Linked DNA regions of Mus musculus: all the other regions are linked to region 1. A link is a contact called in public Hi-C and HiCAR-type data. All regions are on one chromosome and are shown on one strand. Each heading gives the region's core, a stretch centred on a gene start, on an enhancer-like site or on the middle of the called end of the contact. The rest is flanking DNA. Distances are from core to core; before and after follow the strand shown. Region 1 holds the start of Robo2 (roundabout guidance receptor 2). Region 2 overlaps Robo1 (roundabout guidance receptor 1). Region 3 holds the start of Robo1 (roundabout guidance receptor 1).

Region 1 (2,700 bases), core at 74-2,573:
CAAGTATCGCCTACTATAGTTCTGCAGTTGAATGCCTAAGCCAAAGTTTAGATACCAGAACAAATACCAAAGAGAGAGAGTAGTCACAACCATTCGGGGTTCTCTCTTAGCATTGTTTTTTAATAGTTACTCTTCTAAGCTGGGAGCCCATCACTTACTGCTAAACGCCTCAATTAATGAATCACAATAACAGTAACAATAAGGTGTTCCACTAGCATCAGGTTAGAAACAAAAGGCATAGAACCTCTAGCCCTGAAGAGCTTGTGCCTCGCCAAACATACTCCCAACTACACTGTCATTTTCTTTAGAAGGCACAACAATCTCAGAGAAAAAGGGGTGCTTTAACTCACCATCAATCTGAATGCAGAGAAATCCAAAGAGCAATAATAGTGTAAACATCAGAGGATTCATTTTGACATATGAAAAAGGATCCAGGTTGTTTAAGAAACCAATCCCAGAGAGCAGAAGTACAAAAATAAGTATCAAAAAAAGAGGTAGGTCCGAAGTTTAGACTTTCCTAGAGATTAATTAAGGTCAAGAAGAGCAAAATGGCAACATCGGAAGCTGTTGGTGAAGAGGTCTGTCACGGGACGCGTTAGGTGCCATCCGAATGAACCCAGGGGACTTCAGAGACGTTGCACTTCCACAGGCTGTCTTTCTAAATTCCCACAAATTCAGCCCAGCTGGCGGGACTATTCACGTGCGTCTAGCCCTGTCTCCTTAGACTCCATTGCAATCCAAACACAACTTCTTTCTTCGGAAGTCAAGAAGATGATGGGGGTACAAAAAAGACCTAATTCCTAGAAAGTGTTCCACAAACTTGCCAAAGCGCTGCGAAGCAACCATTGACCTGCCCACCGGGTTTTTCTCCCCTTGGTTTCCTCCGTAGCAGCACCACTTCGCGGAGTTTTGTTTTGTGTGGTTCTGTTTTCACTTAACTTCCATCCTAAGGATGTGTCAAAGCAGCACTTTGTGAGCCGGCCCTCTCCTCCGCAGCCTGGTCGCCTCCCTCGGAGTCTCTGGTTTCCAAAAGGAAGGAAAAGGGGAAGGCAGGACGGCTTGGGTGGAGAATGGGAACTCCTACGTGGTGAGGGAGCGAGGAGGAGGGCGAGGAGAAGAAGCAAGGGAAGAGGGAGGGGCTGAGCTGAGGCCGCGGCCACCCGGGAGGGGCCGCCCCGGAGAGATCTAGCGTCCAGCTGCTGCTGGCGAGCACCGCCAGATCTAGGAGCTCCGGACCTGGGAGCCCTGAGGATGCTCACGCGTGGTCCAGCCTCCGGGAGTAGTGCTGCCTCCAGCCTCTTTCGGGACAGTCACCGCTTCAGAGGCGGAGGCTGCGCTGCGACCGCCTCCTCCAGCAGCTGCTGGGGGCTGGAAGGACTTGGAGGAGGGAAGGCGAGGAAGCAGGAGAGGAGGGGAGGAAAGAGCTGCTCCCAGTATATCCCCGGGAGGGGTTGAAGGATGGAGGGGTGTACGCGGATCTCCACCTCCACCCGATCACTGTCCCGTGCAGGGGGAGACAGCCCTCCCCGGGGTCCGCGGAGCAAGGGTAACCAGGCAAGCGAATAAGTCTTGGGGGGACAGAAATAAACCAATGTGGAACCGCTGCGGGCTCGCTAGGACTGCCATCAACTCTTTCCCATTCTGGGAGCCTCCTGGGCGTCCCCCTCCCTCCCTCCTCTGGAGGGGTGAGGTGGGCTTCCAGCCTCCTGCTCTTCACGCGGCCCGTTTAATGGGCAGGTAATTTTCTCGGTGAGTGATTTCATGGAAGCCCTTCCTAATTATTCATCGCTCCGTCTGCTGGAGCTGCACAAGAGCTTTTCTAGAAAAAAAAAATGATCTTCCAGGACCCCGGGCACAGCCTCATTACCTGTTAAAATCACCACACACACACACACACACACACACACACACACACACACACACACATACACACACACACACACACACACACAGAGTTCACCTTTTACCAGAAAGAAGCTGGCCAACAGGGAGAGCAGGGGAGTGAAAGAAGTATCTATTGGAGTAGAAAGGTTTTGTGTACATACACCCTCTGTGGTTGTAAGTGAACTTGCCCACCCCCCACCGCACCACACACAAAACCAACTATGTGGATGTAGGGGAGGGGTATCTCTAATCTCGGCCAGCTTGTTTTAGCCAAGATCTATGGCTAACTACGGAATCCCCAAGAGAAAATAGGGGGAGGACTGGCATCGGGCTAATGTTGCTCAGTTGCCTCCTGACCTCTCAACACTCACGGACTATAATTCGGGACCTTGTGATAAATGAGTCCTGCAGAAGACTCTGGGAATGGAGGAGGTCGAGGATCAAAAGACTTGAGGAAGTGGTTTTCTAGAGCCTTCGCTCTTTTTAGGACCTCTAAAAGAGAATTAGGAAAAGCAGCCTCTGATTTAGGAACGCTGATAACCCAACTAGGCTAACATGAGCTGGAGCGGAATTTCTGCCCAAGCACGATAAAAGGGAATACAGTCCAAGCAAAAACTACCGAATAGATGCTATTAGGGCTGGGCACAGTTAGAGAAGGCCACTTTCAATCCGATTCCTGCCACTGTCTAAGGTGCCCTGACATGGCCGTTGTGGCCGGACCCACGTGTGATCAAAAGCTTTGCTTGGTAGCTGTTTGATGCTTGTTCAGGTGATTATAAAAGCGCCTGACAGGAACTCACGCAGGTCCCTGAGCCA
Region 2 (2,729 bases), core at 179-2,678, 1.4 Mb before region 1:
TGTTCTACTCTCATCTGTTTGAAATTCCCTGGATTTACCTTTGGGTCACAGCACAGGTCCTGATAGTTTACAACACGGAAGACATTGTTTCTTACTCTTATAGCTCTGGCTACTCCATTGCCAAACTGTCCTCTGCTGCCTGGGGGGATACCAAGCAACTTTTTTGTCCTTTAATTATGTTTTCCCTTACTTGTTTGAGATTATAATTACATCATTTCTCCTCCCCTTCTTCCGTTGGAATCCTCCCATATACCTCTCCTTGCTCTCTGGCAAATTCATGCCCTCTTTTCCTATTAATTGTTGTTACAAAAATACATATTCCTGAATACATACATAAACCCTGCTTAATCTATAGAATGTTACTTGTATGTATGTTTTCAGGGTTGACCATTTGGAACTGGATAAATGGTCGCATTGCTCTCCTCCGAGGAAGACTGTCTCCCCTGTTCTCAGCATGCCTTGGCACCCTGTGTTTCTTCTCGTAGGCTTGAGGCCTCTTCCGCTTTCCAGATTCATGCTAGAATGTGTGTTGGTGTCCTCCTCCTTCAGCTGCAGTCATGTTGGTGCAGCATGGATGTAGCTTCTGGCATTCCTAGGAAACAGAGTCTCACAACAGACTGTCTGCTCTTCTGGCTCCTGCATTCTTTCTGCCTGTTCTGAGAGCTTTAGATGAGGGAGGGAGCAGCAGTCTGTTCACACCTCAGCTCTCCCACTGATCCTGTGGCCACTTGCTTTGGCATCTGTATCTGTCCCTCTATTTGAATCAAACACTCCCTGAGAACTCCCGGGCCTCACAACTCAATGACTTGTGAGCTATTATGCTCGGTCCATGAAGGGATATGGACGTGACTTCCTAGACATGCACAGAGTCAAAGAAAACAGACTGTAAAAAAAAAGTTAAGACCTCTTATTGCTTTTTTTGGAACAAACATGTGTTTTATGTTTATTATAGAATGTTTTCAAAAATCAAGATCCACTTTCTGGCAATGTAGAAAATATAAAAGTGCCAATAATCTATGTACTCAGATAATCATGGTCAGAGGTTCTGTCGGGAGGGGGTGTTTTGAGGAAGGAAAGGGAAGAAAAAATGGTGTTATTATTTTATAATCTCAAAAATAAAAGATAGGTACACAGAGAAGAACCCCATAAGCCATTATCTCTGCACATCTTCCCGTTGCTTCAAAAGCTCCATCTTTTAGTGTTAGTGTACAAGCTGCTGCATCCACTGCAGGGGGATTTCTACCCTGGTCATCTTTAACACAGATACTTGTGCTAAATACCGTACGGATTTACTTAGCCTGTCCCCTAGTGTTGGTGTTTGCGTGGTGTCTGCCTTTTCAGGGAGTGAACGAACAATGCTGGAGTCTCATCTGGAGTTAAATCTTGAGTGCAGCCTCTTCTCCTCCCCCTGCCTGTTCAGATCTGCGTCTGTCAAACAGATGTGTTCTGTTTCCCATCACCACGCCCCTCCATTGTTGTAGCACTCATAGGGGGTGGTTATTTCTCTGCAGTTCTCATTTTATATCCAAGTAGACCCATCCAAGTGCTTGCTTTCCTCAAAGTTTTTACTACCTCAATATCGCTCTGGCATGTTATACACAAGTCATACACAAGACACCAGTTTTAATGTACTTTCTTTAACCAGCAATTCTCCCTTGACTATGTTGGAGTCATGTTCCACTAAATGCTCCCTTGCTGTAATTGCTTCTTGATCAGCTGCTACTGACTCTGCCAAGGCATGTTAATGAAGTTCAGACTGCTTAAAGACCTTTGGTGGCTTCCCTTCTTCCTAGAAATAGAAGCAAAATTCCCCAGGAGATGCAGTCAGAACATCCTGTGACCTGTCCTTCAGTAACTTCATCCTTCAACCCATTGTCAGTGCCTTTGCTGTCATCAAGAAGTTTCTTTCACTTCAGGCATGATCTCTGTTCTTGCTCACGCCAAGATCTTTGCAGGTTGTAAACCATCCTCCTAGAACCCCGAGTCCCCCTTTTTTGACCTAATACCCATGTGTCCTTTAGATTCAAGAATGTCTGTCTGATCCTCTTTCCGTGCTATTTCAGTATGGATTTAGACACTCTTGAGTTCCATATGCCCTCTGTCCTGGGGCCTCTTTAGAGCATGTGATTGGCTGTGTCTTCCAAGCTTGTTTGAACTATAATGTCTATTTTATCCACCACAATTCATAATATAATGCTAAAGTTCATAATTATATTGCTATCTAAAAATACCCTTGTAAAATTTGGTCACCTGATGAAACTATTTTACAATGTTCACAAGTCAGGGATTCTAAAAACATTCGTGTGACTACTCCATCACAGTTCAGCTGTTGGGGCAGAAAGCTCTACTATCAAGTGACTTGGTTCTTAACTCACATCCATGATGGTCCAGGCCTTGGTGGCTCCTCTGTCTTCCACCTATTCTCTGCATCCCACACACTACACCCTTCTCCCACACACCAGGCTTCACATAGCATAGAGCCTCAGGAAATTGGTACTTTTTAGATGGTAACTGGCTTCAAGTCAGGGCAAGATAGTGTTCAGACCAAGCAAGAACCACATTCAGAACTGGGGCATATCTTAACCTCTGTGTGATGGTTTGTAGATGCTTGGTCCAGGGACTGGCACTATTAGGTGTGGCCTTGTTGGAGTAGATGTGTCACTGGGTGGGGCGTGGGGGGAGCTTAAGACCCTCATCCTAGCTGCCTGGAAGTCAGTCTTCTACTAGCA
Region 3 (2,700 bases), core at 130-2,629, 1.7 Mb before region 1:
ATCAATGTATGTCTCTTAACATTTACTGCACGTTTCTTGTTTTTACTGCTGAAAAGATTCTGGTTAGAATCTTTGACTTCTTATCTTTGGCTTGTTTACTGAGTTTTCAGTCAGCTTTCTCAGGATTAAATTGTGTTTCCTTTTCAAAGGTAAGGTGCTGTTAACCAGGTTGTCTTTTCACAGACAGTTGCTCTGAGTTCACGGGCCACAGAAGCCATGACCCAAATGAGCACATGGCTCTTTGAAACTTGCAGTTTAGGTAGGCAATGCAGGCAGTCAGTTAAGGGAAACCTGGAAAAGTCCAACCGTCTACACAAAATAAATTCAAACCCTCCTCACCTGCCGTCATGCCACCGGCCATAGTTGAAGGCAGTAAGTACTCATCTTGAAGTCATAGACCATAGCTTTGAAGAGAGTAACTTATTAATAAAAGCGATAGCTGTGTCAACAACTGCAATTTGTAGAGCCTTCCGCAGATATTATATGGTTTTCATCGTGTCATAGGCAATAATAACAAAAAAGAAAACAACGAATTTGTGAAAACTTGTCTGTCAAATATCCCAGGCATGTTTCATCTCGGGCCTAATTAGCTTACTCATGAAGTAGCCCCACAGGCCCCATTTTTTTTTTCTTCAGAAGAGAGAATAAAGTTAGTATGGCCACAGGTACCTGATACCCTCGGATTTGGGGTGGCCCAGTTTTTGAGATGCTAAGAGCCCATCACTGCAAACTTTAGATTAATGTATTACCACCCATCTGTTACTCTTCTTTAACTGTTGAGTCTCTAATATCTATAAGCTACCTAGACTCTCCTGTAAACATAATGAAGTCTCCAAGACCTAAGCCTTCACTCCTTTCTACAGGACCGCCAGCAAATTCAATAAAAAGAGAATATCCATCCACTACTATATTTTAGATAATTTACACTTTCCTAAAGCCTCTTTGCTGAGAAAGCAAATAAGTTTGTTTGTTTGTTTGTTTGCTCGTTTAAAGAGAATATGGGGGGTGGTGATAGTGGTAGTGAGTGAACTTCTTTGGAAGTTTACTGCAATTCCCTAAATCGGTAAAGAAGAGGTTAAGAGGGACCTGGAGGATTTTGAAGTCTTTGGTTTGGGAGGTTCCATTTGGAGAAAGGTGCAGGGGAGCCTGAGATGGAAAGGGACCCAAAACAAGTTCTTATTCGTTGAGATTTCTGCTTCTGAGTCGTTGAAATCTCACCTGAGGGCGCAGTTGGGCGCTCCAGGCATGTGGATGGAAATATTAACACGCAGAACTTGTCTGAGCAGCGCCAGTGAGGGCCTGGCAGGGATCGAGCGTCCCCTTTAAAGGTTCCCGAGCCGGGCTGGAGAGGGAGGAAACCCGGAGCAGCAGGGACTGAGGGGGAAACCCACGAGCTGTCGAGCCGAAAGGAGGCAGCGTGAGAGCAGAAACTTCAGACGCTGCAAGCTCCCAGCGGAGCTCGGGCGAGCCTCGGCAGCATCCTCTTCCTCCTGCTCGCTCTTTCCCACCAACCCGGGGCCGCCCGGAGCAGCCTCTCCGAAGCTTCCAGGAGCAAGGAGTAAGACTAGCCACCCCGGGAAGTTTGGGCTGCAGCTTGGTTCGGAGGTGCGTTACACGCGCCCCAGTAGAAGCAGGACCCGGGACGATGCTGGGTGCTGTGCCGGGCTGGGGGCGCCCGGAAGGCGCTCGTGCATCCGCGGTCCTGTTGCTGTCCCCGGTGCCCTCCGCATCCCGCGAGTGATGGGAACAAGGGCCCGCCCAGGCAGCCGCTGTCGCCGTACCGCCCCTTCGCTCCCTCCTGGTGCGCAGAGTCACCCAGGCGCACCCCGTGAACCTAGAGACTGTTCTCCCCAGCTGCCGCCGCTACCTTGACTGCAATCTCCGCCAGAGGGGGGTGGCCTGCTACTCTCTGGCTCTCCGGTAGACGGAGGAGCACTTTTTGGGGTGCATCTCTTCCTTTGCTCTCACACCCCAACTTTGCAATCGCCGCGCAGCGGCGCCAGGGCACACGCTGTGGAGGCGCACGCCGGGAGGCTCAGCAGGACTGTGGAGGCAGGAAACCGCACAACTGCTCCTCGGTTTAGGCTCTTTGTTGTTCGCCTTGGATGAGCCTTGGAAGTGGTTGAGCCTCTTCAGAAACCCGGAGCTAGGGAAGACAAACCTTGGGCTTTTTCTTTGCAAAGGGATTGACAAGCCTCCGGAAAGGTCGACGAGAAACTGCCCTGCAAACTCTTGGCGGATTGACTCACGTTGCTTATATTAAGCCTTTGTGTGTAGGGTGTATGGTGTGTGGCTTCCATAAATTTGGAGATCTCCGCTTCTGCTCCCTTCTCTTGGCATGAGACTGTATGCAGGACCTACCCGAGGACAATGATCGCGGAGCCTGCTCGCTTTTACCTCTTTGGATTAATATGTCTCTGTTCAGGTAACCTGCGCCCTCCTTCTTCACCCTTCATCTCTTTCGCTGGTCCCCACTCCACTCTTCAGAATCGGACCCTCAACCCTGAATTGACTCTTGGCGACCTCTCCCTTCTAAGGCCAGAGGGGCTCGACCCTTCCAGAACTTCTACAGGGAAAGGTTTCTAGTTTCGCGTTTGAGGTTGTCCCCTCTGGCCTATCACCCCAAACTCTCCTGAAACCATCCCAAACCTCTCGGTAGACCTCGGCCTTTCGCCAAGTTCAGGGCACGCCCAGCTCACT

Evidence for each region. Hi-C and Micro-C count contacts between places; a contact is called where the count stands out from the background. HiCAR-type assays count read pairs that join an accessible place to other places.
Region 2: a contact with region 1 is called in a Hi-C map of uterus, with 6 times the contacts expected there. The contact joins the enhancer-like site here to the promoter of Robo2 in region 1. A contact is called at or near these places in 6 of 39 promoter capture datasets (cranial neural crest, embryonic stem cells, frontonasal cranial neural crest and 3 more), 17 of 484 Hi-C or Micro-C datasets (cochlea, cortical neurons, embryonic fibroblasts and 9 more) and 8 of 115 datasets of contacts at active chromatin or transcription factors (VIP interneurons, craniofacial prominence, embryonic forebrain and 5 more).
Region 3: a HiCAR-type map of astrocytes shows a contact between it and region 1, with 7 times the contacts expected there. The contact joins the promoter of Robo1 here to the promoter of Robo2 in region 1. A contact is called at or near these places in 3 of 39 promoter capture datasets (cranial neural crest, frontonasal cranial neural crest and second pharyngeal arch cranial neural crest), 8 of 484 Hi-C or Micro-C datasets (cerebellar granule neurons, cerebellum, ganglionic eminence and 2 more), 9 of 115 datasets of contacts at active chromatin or transcription factors (astrocytes, differentiating embryonic stem cells, embryonic forebrain and 6 more) and 1 of 9 other capture datasets (embryonic stem cells).

The regions. Positions count from the first base shown.
Region 1 is chr16:74,410,502-74,413,201 of GRCm38.p6, forward strand. Robo2 (roundabout guidance receptor 2) reads right to left here and starts at 1,324. Exons shown (of 28, transcript NM_175549.5): 1 at 351-1,324. The coding sequence starts at 411.
Region 2 is chr16:73,015,538-73,018,266 of GRCm38.p6, forward strand. All of the region lies in intron 24 of Robo1 (roundabout guidance receptor 1), which reads left to right. Among named protein-coding and RNA genes, the nearest start is that of 4930500H12Rik, 55 kb to the right of the region's middle. Within about 2 kb of position 1,429, at least 13 of the 459 cell types and tissues checked have an H3K27ac peak or open chromatin away from gene starts, as enhancers often do. A contact at or near this core is called in craniofacial prominence, embryonic heart and uterus, where this site is marked.
Region 3 is chr16:72,661,770-72,664,469 of GRCm38.p6, forward strand. Robo1 (roundabout guidance receptor 1) reads left to right here and starts at 1,380. Exons shown (of 29, transcript NM_019413.2): 1 at 1,380-2,425. The coding sequence starts at 2,371. Gm29908 (a long non-coding RNA gene) reads right to left here and starts at 1,297. Exons shown (of 3, transcript XR_384961.4): 1 at 1,219-1,297.